Regions from separate parts of the Rattus norvegicus genome. Here region 1 is linked to region 2. A link is a contact called in public Hi-C data. All regions are on one chromosome and are shown on one strand. Each heading gives the region's core, a stretch centred on a gene start, on an enhancer-like site or on the middle of the called end of the contact. The rest is flanking DNA. Distances are from core to core; before and after follow the strand shown.

Region 1 (5,211 bases), core at 329-2,828, 39 kb before region 2:
AAGGAAATGGAATGTTAAAATGTGGCCTCCCCTGATTTCCTTCTCCCAATATAATGTTTCAAGGATGGATTCATACTATATACTTCGGTAGTATTGTCCTTTTTTTTTCCTGCTGAGTAGTAGTACTGAACTGTGTACAAAGCCCACAGATGATTTATACGCATCAGTGTGCATGTGTTTGGACTGTTTCCATTGTGCGTAACTATGTTTGAAGGCATTATGAGCACTATTGTATATGATATGATCATGTAAATTATTCTATGTATATTCACAAAAGGAAATGTTGGGTGACAAGGCAGACGTGCACTTAGCTTCAGTATATAGAACTGTACGGTTTTCCAGGTAGTTGGGCCACAGTGAGATCATGCAGGAGGATATGGCCAGAATTCTTGAAACTTTGTGCTCACACTTCCACTGTTTGTTCTAAGTAGGCTACTAACTATTTTCAAATAATTAGATGTCTGTCGGTGGATGAGCTTGCCCCAATGGATACAGGGGTCACGAACTACTTTCCTCTCCTTGCCTCCAAAAAAGATCTGTCAGAGGGTGCTTCTACAGTTGAATATTTAGTATAGTGGGATATTGTAGAACTAGTAAAATTAATCCCCAAATCCACTTTCTATGTAACAACTAACCCAGCTGGGGTCTGAATAGGTTGACTGCATGGTTCTGGAGCCTCTTACTCAATCTCCAGACCCTTCCCCCACCCCACCCCATATCCTGTACCTCTTCTGCCTTTCTTTCTGAGGAAACTTCGTGACTTTTTTTTTAATGAGGTGTTTTAAAGGACAGGTTTCCATGGAAGGATTTTAGAGCAGAAGTCAAATGTACGAGTTATTGTGCAGCTCCAGTGTGTGTGTGTGCTAAAAACGAGTTGGTTTACTTGGCAGTGTTTGCCAGTAGTGCTCCTCTTTATAGCTCCTTGTTCAATGCCGCCCTACAGTGTATGCCCAGATTCAGTCAAGGTGCGAACTCACTACTGTTCTAACAAATTCTCCAGGACTAGCCCTTCAGCGGGCTTCCCTACACTGCTTGGCTAGTGTAAACTCCCTCAGCCGTTCTGGTCTGACTCTCCTAGCTTCAACAGGCCCTGGGGAGACAGTAATAATTAGATCCTTTTCTCACACCTGAGATCTCTGAGAGTCCCAGCATTTTGAGACTTAGATCAAGACTTTCCAAAACCTTCAACTCCACCCTCCCTTGAGACGGGTGGAAATCGACTTCCAGTGACAGGAGCCCAGCTCTTTCAAAGTTACTCAAAAATATCTCTGGGAACGCTCTCCTCTCGACAGGTATTGAAGCCCCAGTATTGACTGTCAGGTTAAGCGGCCAGCGGGAGGAACCAAGTGCTAGGAGGCCGGACATTGGCCAGCTTGACACCTGTTTTGGGCGACCTCTGTGGCTGCAGCCTCCAACAGCTGGCAGAGGCCACTGCCTCAGCAGGGGCCCGCCAGGAGCGGAAGGAATTAAACGCCCGCCCATCTCATCAGACTTGGCCGCTCCCTCCTCCTCCTCCTCTCCCTCCCCCTGCTCGCTGCCTCCTCCTCCCGGTCCCCACAGGCTCTGCCGCAGGACTCAGTGCCAGCTACGCTAGGAGCCAAGCTCAGGCTCAGAGCGCTCAGAGCACTGCGGGGCTGACGCCCAGGGCTTTCTCTGAGATGGCAGTGAAGTAAGGCGACCACTTGATAGACGCCAGGACCCTAGACTGAGCTGGAGAGCCTTCTCCTCCAGGAGGGGACATGGGGGACCCGTCCCACAGCGAGAAGCCCCGACTGCACTACGCGGTAAGTGACTGTCCCAACAGGCGAAGAGACGAAAGGGGGCGCCACTTGGCTGGCAAAAGGAAACTGTGTGGAGGTGATGGGATCCTTGGTTCTCAGAGGTCTTTTGGCTAGGGAATAGGGCTTGGGAAATCGGGTGTGCCGGGTACTTCACACGGGAGTGCCACCTGCTCCAGAACTAACTCAACCACTCCTCAAAATCCCTGAGTAAGAATCAGTGCACAGAGTGTCCCTGTTCCTGTTACTTGAGCAGTGGTCACTTAGTCCACTACCTGGGGCTGGACCCCATTGCTTCCTCACTGTTGAGGACTAAAATGTAGGAGTTCTGGGGCGTGGCCAGCCTTTGGTCAGATTTAATGGAAGGACTAGAATCAAGCTAGATAGAAGTAAAGGCTGCTGACTGATCTGAATCCAGTGGAGTTGCTGAAGAAATGTTGCAGGGAGCTTTGAGTTTACTCCCTGGAAGGAGTTTGTGCCATTTCCCTAAGAGTTTGCAAAGGGACAAAAGGTTGCCAAGTATCTGCTTAATACAAGGGATGCCAGGGAGTCCTCTGTTGGACTCTTCTTTTACCTAATGGTGATCTCTCTTCTCTATGTTGACTTAAGGGTCCTACAAATATTTATTGTGCTGAACATTGTGCTAGGCACAGTAGGTACCCCCAGCATATGTGATAGACAGAAATCTCATTGAGCTTGTGTCCTTTGAAGGAGTCAAGGTTTCATGTTAATGGCTAACCAAACAAGATTCTAGATTAGGCTTATTTTTTTATTTTTTTGAGAGGAAGGAAAGAAGGAATTAAAGAGATATTTGACGAATGAGCCCTACTTCTGAAGATTGCCAGGAGTGGGACTGGCAGCAGGTGTTGGATATTTTATTTTCAACTTTGAAGATCAATAGTTTTGAGCTGGAAGATCTCTGTTTTTCTGTTGTCTGTTATTTTACTGAGCTTTCGGTGACATGCTTTTCACTGTGGAGATTGAACATTTGACTGCCAATTTGAAAAAAAAAAAAGAACTGGAGAAAAACAGACAAGACAGAGAGCTGACAAGTAAGAAAAATCAATATTTATAGTAAGGCAAAGGCAGTTAGCTGTCTGGAATTCACATCTTCCCAATCCACTCCCTATATTAAATATATATTTAATATTTTTAAGGAAGGACTTGATGTGGATAGGAGTGGTAGGCTCAGAGGTCCAGAAGCTCCCGGGAGCTCGTCCTGGATCAGCCACTAGGGTAAATTGAGTATGTCTTGAATGTCACTTTCTTCCACTGGAAAGGTGAGGCTCTGAGCTAGGAAACTGTTAAGTTTCTTTCCAAAGCCGAGGTTCAAGGAACAAGAATCAGTTCTTTCTCTGGTTTAGCCATAGTTGTTTGTCTGGAAAAGTCAAGTGACAATCTTGTTTAGATACTGATGCTTACTCATTTCTGCAGACACTGGTGGCTCTGAGATTGACCTTTTGAAGTGGTCATAAGGATAATCGGGTTTCTGCAATCGTTATTTGTGCTCTCTTGTCATCTGGTTTCCCATAGTTTTAATATTTTGAGGTGTGTCCTGGTGCCTTTTGATTTGTGATTACAGGTGGTTTTGAGCCCCTACTTAGTACACGGGGGAGGAAAGGTGACAACTGGCTCTTACTTAAAAACTTATGTACCTATTCAATGAATGGTTACTCCCTGCATATACAAATGTATCAGCACAGCCCAAGAATTTTATATTGTTAATTTAATTCAGCTCTCTCCTAAAATAATTAACTCATATTCAACCTCATGGTAATATGTTTTCTCTTAGGCTCTGAGTGTTTGCTAGTAAACAGCCCTTTGTACTAACATAGGCTGTCATGCACAGATATTTTGTATTAAGACTCGAAAGGGGAACATTTTAGAAAGAATTTCCTGAGAGAAAGCAACTGAGCTCTAAATATTTCAATATATCCTTTATAATGATAAAGCAGTTGTGTCCAGCAGCTTCAAAACCATCAGAGGTGGGGAAATGTTCTTTATAAAGTACAACCTGTGGCTTTTCACATTAACAAGACCATTAATCGCTTAAGATTCAGAGCTGGACACTATGTACCTTACTAATTTGAAATGTTAATAATTCTGGGCATGTTTTGTCCTTCAGCTCAAATACTCTTGCTTTGTTCTATGTGGTTTGGCTATATTATGGCTCTCCTGGAAAATTATTCCAATCTATGTGTCTTTAGTATCTCTTCTCTCCCCTGAAATAAAGTCCAGGAGATCACTAGTTAATATACTTACTTCAGGGCTTTTTATTTCCTGTCCAAAGTGAGAGTCCATATACTAAACAAGTGCTTACCATTTATTCACTCAGGGAAAAACACATGTGGAGTATCTATTGTGTGTTAGCTATTTGAGCAATTTCCAAGACACAGGACACTTCATCTGCCTCTTAAGATCCACTTTAACCATCACTGAAAAAATGCATAAGTGATAAGAGCATCGGATGTGTGTAGTATCAGGTACTTTTCCAAAGTATGGTACCACAATGTTTTTCTTTATTTTTTTACAGTAGAATGTGATAGCAGCTTATATATTTATTCAAAGTGCTCCTTGTGTGATTTTCCCACATTCAGTTTTTGGCTATCTAATCATTCCAGCTGAGTGTTGTCCTTGATACCTCTTTAATGCCTTGATCAGATTTTGAGATGCTTACTCTGGCTCCAGATTGAAGTCAGAGTAAGGTATATCTAAAATGAATCTTTTCTTCTAACAGAAATGGGAGAAGATGACCTGTATTGTACACAGTTAGGAAGGATGTAGCAAGCAGTTGACGTATTGCAGAGAGGCTTAAGTACCAAACCTATCAGATTTAGGTTAGATGGAGTTTATAGGAAATAGAGTATATGTAACCAGGATGTAATTAATGAACCAATGTTTTTGGCCACAATTCTGGAGAAACTACAGGGTATCATCACATCATCATACCCCATTAAATTTCAATATGATTGGACATAATCTGGGTCAATTTTAGATTTAAATCCAACTAGTGGACTAGGCAGATTTTTTCCATCTCCTGATTAAAGAAGTCCAAAAGACAGGCAAAAAAAATTGAAGGTGGTACAGAATTAGTTCATGACAGAATCAAGACATTACTCAGCTGCTGTAAATTGATACAATTCTTTGTATCATTTATATAGTTGGAACAGTTAACCCCAAATATTTCTCTTTCCATCCCCATCTATTCAGGTAATGATCTAACAACAAAATATGAGGCTTTTAGTAATTAATTATGTTCATCCACATTGGCAAACCACATGGCCAAATACCTCCTTAATCTGACCAGTGTAGACAAAATTCCGAATTTTAAGTATCTCCCAAAAGACATTAGAAAAAGATCTCATTGAGAATTAGTTCCCTGACTTTTCAGAGTTCTCTAAGTTTTCCTCTTCTTTTTGGACCACTCGACCTG
Region 2 (5,637 bases), core at 2,614-5,113:
CCTAGGACAGTAATGAAATTGTCAGTAGTAAAAGCACACGCTGTAACCTACATGGTCTACCCACTATATCAGTGCTTCTCAATCTTCCTAATGCTGCAACCTTTTAATGCAGTCTCTCATGATTTGTGAACCCCAATCATAAAATAGTTTTTGTTGCCATTTAATAGCTGTAAGTTTGCTACTGTTATGAATCATAAGTGAATAAATGTCTTCTATGCAATATGTTTGATGTGTGATCCCTGTGAAAGGGTCAGTCAACTCCCAACCATGTCTCAACTCATAGGTTGAGAACTGGTGGTCTACATAATGAATTATCTATGACCTAATATGAATCACGGGCTATATCTTTACACAATATTTTTATATTATGATAATGCTATATGTCACATACCTATAAACTTATATTAATGTATTGTACATGAAAGCTTTATTATTTCTATGCCTTTTCATAGCTTGGGTAATGTGTGCACATCATGCCTGCATCATCTCTCTCAGATTTCCAGGAACTGCAAAGCTATTAGCTTTCCAGGAAGTTATTATCTTTCCTTCTTCATGAGGCAGCTACTGAAAGGCTAACTGTGTAATGCTGTATCCAAACACCATGGAAGGCCCATGGAAGGAAGACCTAAAGTCTACACATATCCATAGCATGGCACCCTGACACTGTACTGACAGCAGCTTCAGCCAAATGGAGTTTCCTATGCACATTGTTATAGGCCAGGATATCCAATAGTAACTGGTAACTTTTGCTTCTATCTCTTCTCTTCTCTTCTCTTCTCTTCTCTTCTCTTCTCTTCTCTTCTCTTCTCTTCTCTTCTCTTCTCTTGTCTTCTCCTCTCCTCTCCTCTCCTCTCCTCTCCCCTCCCCTCCCTTCCCCTCCCCTCCCCTCCCCTTCCCTTCCCTTCCCTTCCCTTCCCTTCCCTTCCCTTTCCTTCCCTTCCCTCACCTTCCCTCACCTTCCCTTCCCTCACCTTCCCTTCCCTTCTTTTCTGTGTTTGTGACTCTGTATGTGGTGTGTGTCTATGGAGGTCATGCATCAATGCTGGATATATTCTTCATTCTCTCTCAATATTTTTTTGAGATACAGGGTCTCTCACTGAATCTAGAGCTTGGAAATTTAGATCACTCCAGGGATCTGCCTGTCTTAGTTCCCCAGCACTGGTTACACGTTCCCACCACAGCACCTGGAGTGTATGCTTTTCTGTAGGTGCTGGGAATCAAACTCACATCCTTATGTCTGCACAGTAATCACATTAGCAACAAAGCTATCTTACAAGTTCATTGTAGCAATGCCAGTTTATTGTAATGATTGTGTGTGTGTGTGTGTGTGTGTGTGCGCGCGCGTGCGAGCGCGAGCGTGTAAGTGTTGAATGTGAAAAAGTAGTGGATGCTAATCAATATTTAGACATTCTTGACTATTTTAAATTTAGTAGAGCATTGCATATCCTTGTACCAGCAAGGTATAAAGTCAGAAAATACACTGTTTTAAAAGGAAATGTCTCCAAATTGGTTCTGAGATATCATTTTAAATTTGGCTTTGAGATATTTTTAAAATAATAACCTTATATCAAACAAATGTAACAAGGATAGTAAACATTATATAGGCTTTATTAAATTCAAAATAATGTACCTTTTCTTGGAATTTATTTTAGAAGTTATTTATAAATACCTATGTTATAGTCACATCAAGTAATAAGTCAGAATTAACTTTCATATTTAACAAAAATAACAAAATAGTCTTGGATATTGTAAGCACTCAGTAAAAATCTTTGAACAAAAAGAAATGTGGTTGAATATGGTTTTAAAAGTATACAGTTTTTACAGTTCAAAAAGATAACTTTAATTTTTACATACTTCAGAGTAGGGAGTGAGTGCACAATCATTTTAAATTCTTTATTTTGCTTCAAGGTAAAAGAAGGATAATTGAAGAGAAATTTTGAAATTCATGCTATACTGAGTAAACAAGATGTCTGCTACTTTAGAAAACATCCAGGAAAGGCCTTCCGTTGTGCCATGATCATAGCTAGAATCTGGTTGGCTGCTTCGCTTTAGAGAAGTTTGACAACGAGAGCTAGAGTTTTGGTTAGGGTTTCTTTGCCTGTACTGTGATGACCTGAACAGATTACATTTCCACATTTACACTCCTTTCTATGGAAAGCAATAGAATCCTTAGTGAAATCTTATGCTTTTACTATAAAGAATAAGGATTCTAGTTCACTGAGATGACAACAGTCCTACAGGGTGAGTCATAGGCTAAATCATGAGAGTAAGAGAAACTAAATAATTTTACTTGGCCATGCCTTCCCTTTTGAATATATATATATATATATATATATATATATATATATATATATATATATATGTGTGTGTGTGTGTGTGTGTGTGTGTGTGTGTGTGTGTGTGTCTGTGTGTGTGTGTCTGTGTGTCTGTGTATGTATACATATATATATATATATACATATGTATATAATGTAGTCATTAATAATGAAATTACTCACATAATTATTTTTGGAAGAAAATGACAAGGGAAATAGTTATGTACTCAATTTTTGATTACCCAAGATGATTTTGCCACTGGAATTAATATCTTATTTTAGCACATAGCAACAGCTACCTTCTGTCTTTGCTAATCCTTGGAACAAAATGTTTTATAAGGGAAATTTATTTCTCCTCCTGGGCCTTAGGCCTGCCTTGTATTTCCTGTAGCAACTAATGTTTTCCTCATTTCAACTTGAACTGCCTGGAAAACCAATTGTGTAAATCTCTTCAAAGGCTCATGGTCCATGTCCTATCTTGGTGCCTTGAAATCTGCCATAAAATATGAAAATTGGCAAACTATCTTTTTTATAGAGAACCACAGTTTAAACAACTTACCAGCATACAAGTACCTCTTGTAGAGAATAAGGTTTTTACATACAGTTCATGGCCATAGTCAGAAGATTTGTGGCAGATATTCCAGTTGCTAGTTCTGCACACAGTGGCCCTGTACAGTTGCTTAGATATGACTGAATTTCGCGTAACGTTTGTTGGGCCCGAGGTCCTGCTCATTCCTTTTGCTTAGAGATCCAACCCCAGGTTCTGTGGCCAATTCTGATTGTTATTCAGATGTCTTTTTTTCCTTCTGATTTTAGAAAGTTGAATGTTTTGGAAGTCTGGTTTTTAGATCAGTGGGATGTTTCTGTATTAATCACAGATGGATCTTTGCTTAGATCACAGGGAATTTAGAATAACTACTTGAAAGACAACGCATTTTCCCATTCATTATATTTTTATTTCTTCAAGGAATCAGTGTAAGAAGCAAAACTTATAGTGTTGGACACACTAAGTTTGAATGCACTTGGTTGAGTATTTTTATGGTGCTGAAGATTGAACTCAGGATCTTAAACATATTTAGCCAGCATGCTAGCACTGAGCCATATTCACAGCTTAATATGGAACCTGAAAGTATCACACATCCGATATGTGGAGTCTTCAATAATAGGTCATGTCAAGTAATTCTGCTTAGCAACTCAGAGTAATGACAAGAGTCTGAATTGATTTGTGGAATCTCTGTGACCTCCCTGGTCAATAATTTCTATGGTGTTATTTCTCATTTAGCATTGGAGATTTTGTTTAGGGAGCCATTGCTTTTAGGACTAGCTTTATCTAGTTATTAAAGCTGAGGGATAGTTCAAAAGGAAGAGACAGAAGGAGTATAAGAGTGAAGATTGGGAGAAAATCTGTGGCATGTCATCGTCCAAGTAAGTTGTGGTCATAGCCATCATGAGCTCACAATAATTGTGCCTCCTGGCACTGGGCCTGCACAAGACTCGGCTGGTCAACAGTCATCTGTGTTTAGAGAAGGCATTCATGAGGCCCTTTTGTGTACTGTTTAACTCTTGTCCACTAGCAGATTCTAGGAGAGGGGGAGGTGTAGTGTTGCACCGTGTAGCTGCTGGTGAGCCATCAGGCTTCAATCAATAGTTCCAAGCCAATGGTCACATAGATGGCTAGGGTCAACCTCAGTGTGACATTAGACAAAACAACAAAAAGTTATGAATGTGGGAAACATATTTGTAGGGAAGAGGTTGGGGAAGAGGAAGGGAGGTAAGAGAGGGTCAGGGGAGTAAGCATAATACATTATATAAATGTAAAAAAATGTCATAGAATTTTAATTGCATATATTAATTCTTTGAAAATTTCATAAACTGTATTTTGATCATACTCCTCCCCTATCACTTCCTGTAATTTCTCCAGCATCTAGCCCCACATTCCCAACTTCTCTTTTTGTGGAAATAGCTCACTAAATACAATCTTGTGCTGCCCTTTTACTCATAGGTGGATGGCCCATCCAGCAGAGTGTGTTCAATCTACCAGGGCTATACCCTTAAAGAAAACCATTTCTTCCTTCCTTAAATGACATCATCTATCAAGAGCACCTTGGTTATATGTGGGGGTTTAGGAACCTTTCTTCCCCATTGCAAGAGTATAGACAGGGTTGAACTTTTGCAGGCAACCCCGACCACAGCTGAGTTAATGTGTCTTGTCATGGCCAGAAGATGCTGTATTTCTACAATCCTCCCTGCTCTGTGGTCCTTACAGCCTTTCCATTCCTTCACCTCAATAATCCCCAAGCTTATGCAATAGGGATGTCTCATTTTGGGTTGAGTACTCTACTGACAAAGTCTACTATGCATTTTGATGAGATGTGAGTTTCTTCATTACCCACTGCCACCTATGCAAAGAAGCAATGTTTATGAAGACAAAATATTTAACTAGAAATTATATAAGATAAGGTAATATACATGCTGAGACTGCACCAGTGTGCAGGTTCTTCCAGGCAGGTCATTATTATATAGTGTGCAGGGTCCACAACTGGGTATGACTGGTGATTATTGTTCTCCAGTAATATGCATAGTACCTTCCAGCACTGTGAAATCTCGCCTGTAAAGATGAAGCTCCCAGGTCAACACCAGCTTGATTTCTCCATGTTCTTTGAGTCAAGTAACTGATATTATCTGAAGTCATGTCTTACTATCAAAGTCTGGTGGGTAAGCAAAAGTAGTTAGTGGCAATAGGTTGACGTATTTAGGGGTTCTATGGGACCTAACTGGCACACAACTCCAAAAGTGGTAATCAATTCCCAACTTTGGAATTTTTATTTGATAGGCTGTGTCTGTTAGCAAGGGCATTGCTGTCCTATTGTAAGGTAACTCCATTTAAAGCCCTTTCATATACTTCTGGTCTATATTTTAGGAAGCTTCTGCATTAAGGGTTTTTCATGAGGTCTTTATTATTTATTCCTCCTTTAATATGTTCCCCATCCCTCCACCCCATTCAGCTTTCTTATTCCATTGTTTCCTCTTTTGGTCTTTTAATCCCAGGGTTCTCTCTCCCATCCATTAAAAGTCTTCTCTCCCCATTTCTGCTTGTTAGTTTTCCAACCTCTGTGAGTATGGCAAATAAAACACACTTATCTAACCATTCAAAGCTGGCATGCTGGGCCTGTATTACTTCACTCAAAATGATTGTTTCAAGCTTGATCCATAAACCTGAAACTTTTGTAATTTCATTTTTCTTTTTTTCTTTTTTGTAATATTGGATATTTTTAATTTACATTTCAAATGTTATTCCCTTTCCCGTCCATAAGTCCCCTAT

What was found. A called contact is a pair of places that touch in the nucleus more often than the background predicts.
Region 1: a Hi-C map of liver shows a contact between it and region 2, with 4 times the contacts expected there. The contact joins the promoter of Arhgap6 here to the enhancer-like site in region 2. A contact is called at or near these places in 5 of 12 Hi-C or Micro-C datasets (the Rat2 cell line, hepatocytes, liver and 1 more).

Annotation. Positions count from the first base shown.
Region 1 is chrX:28,788,097-28,793,307 of GRCr8, reverse strand. Arhgap6 (Rho GTPase activating protein 6) reads left to right here and starts at 1,578. Exons shown (of 13, transcript NM_001427045.1): 1 at 1,578-1,784. The coding sequence starts at 1,740.
Region 2 is chrX:28,751,242-28,756,878 of GRCr8, reverse strand. The region is part of intron 1 of Arhgap6 (Rho GTPase activating protein 6); the gene reads left to right. Among named protein-coding and RNA genes, the nearest start is that of Arhgap6, 38 kb to the left of the region's middle. Within about 2 kb of position 3,863, at least 1 of the 93 cell types and tissues checked has an H3K27ac peak or open chromatin away from gene starts, as enhancers often do. A contact at or near this core is called in liver, where this site is marked.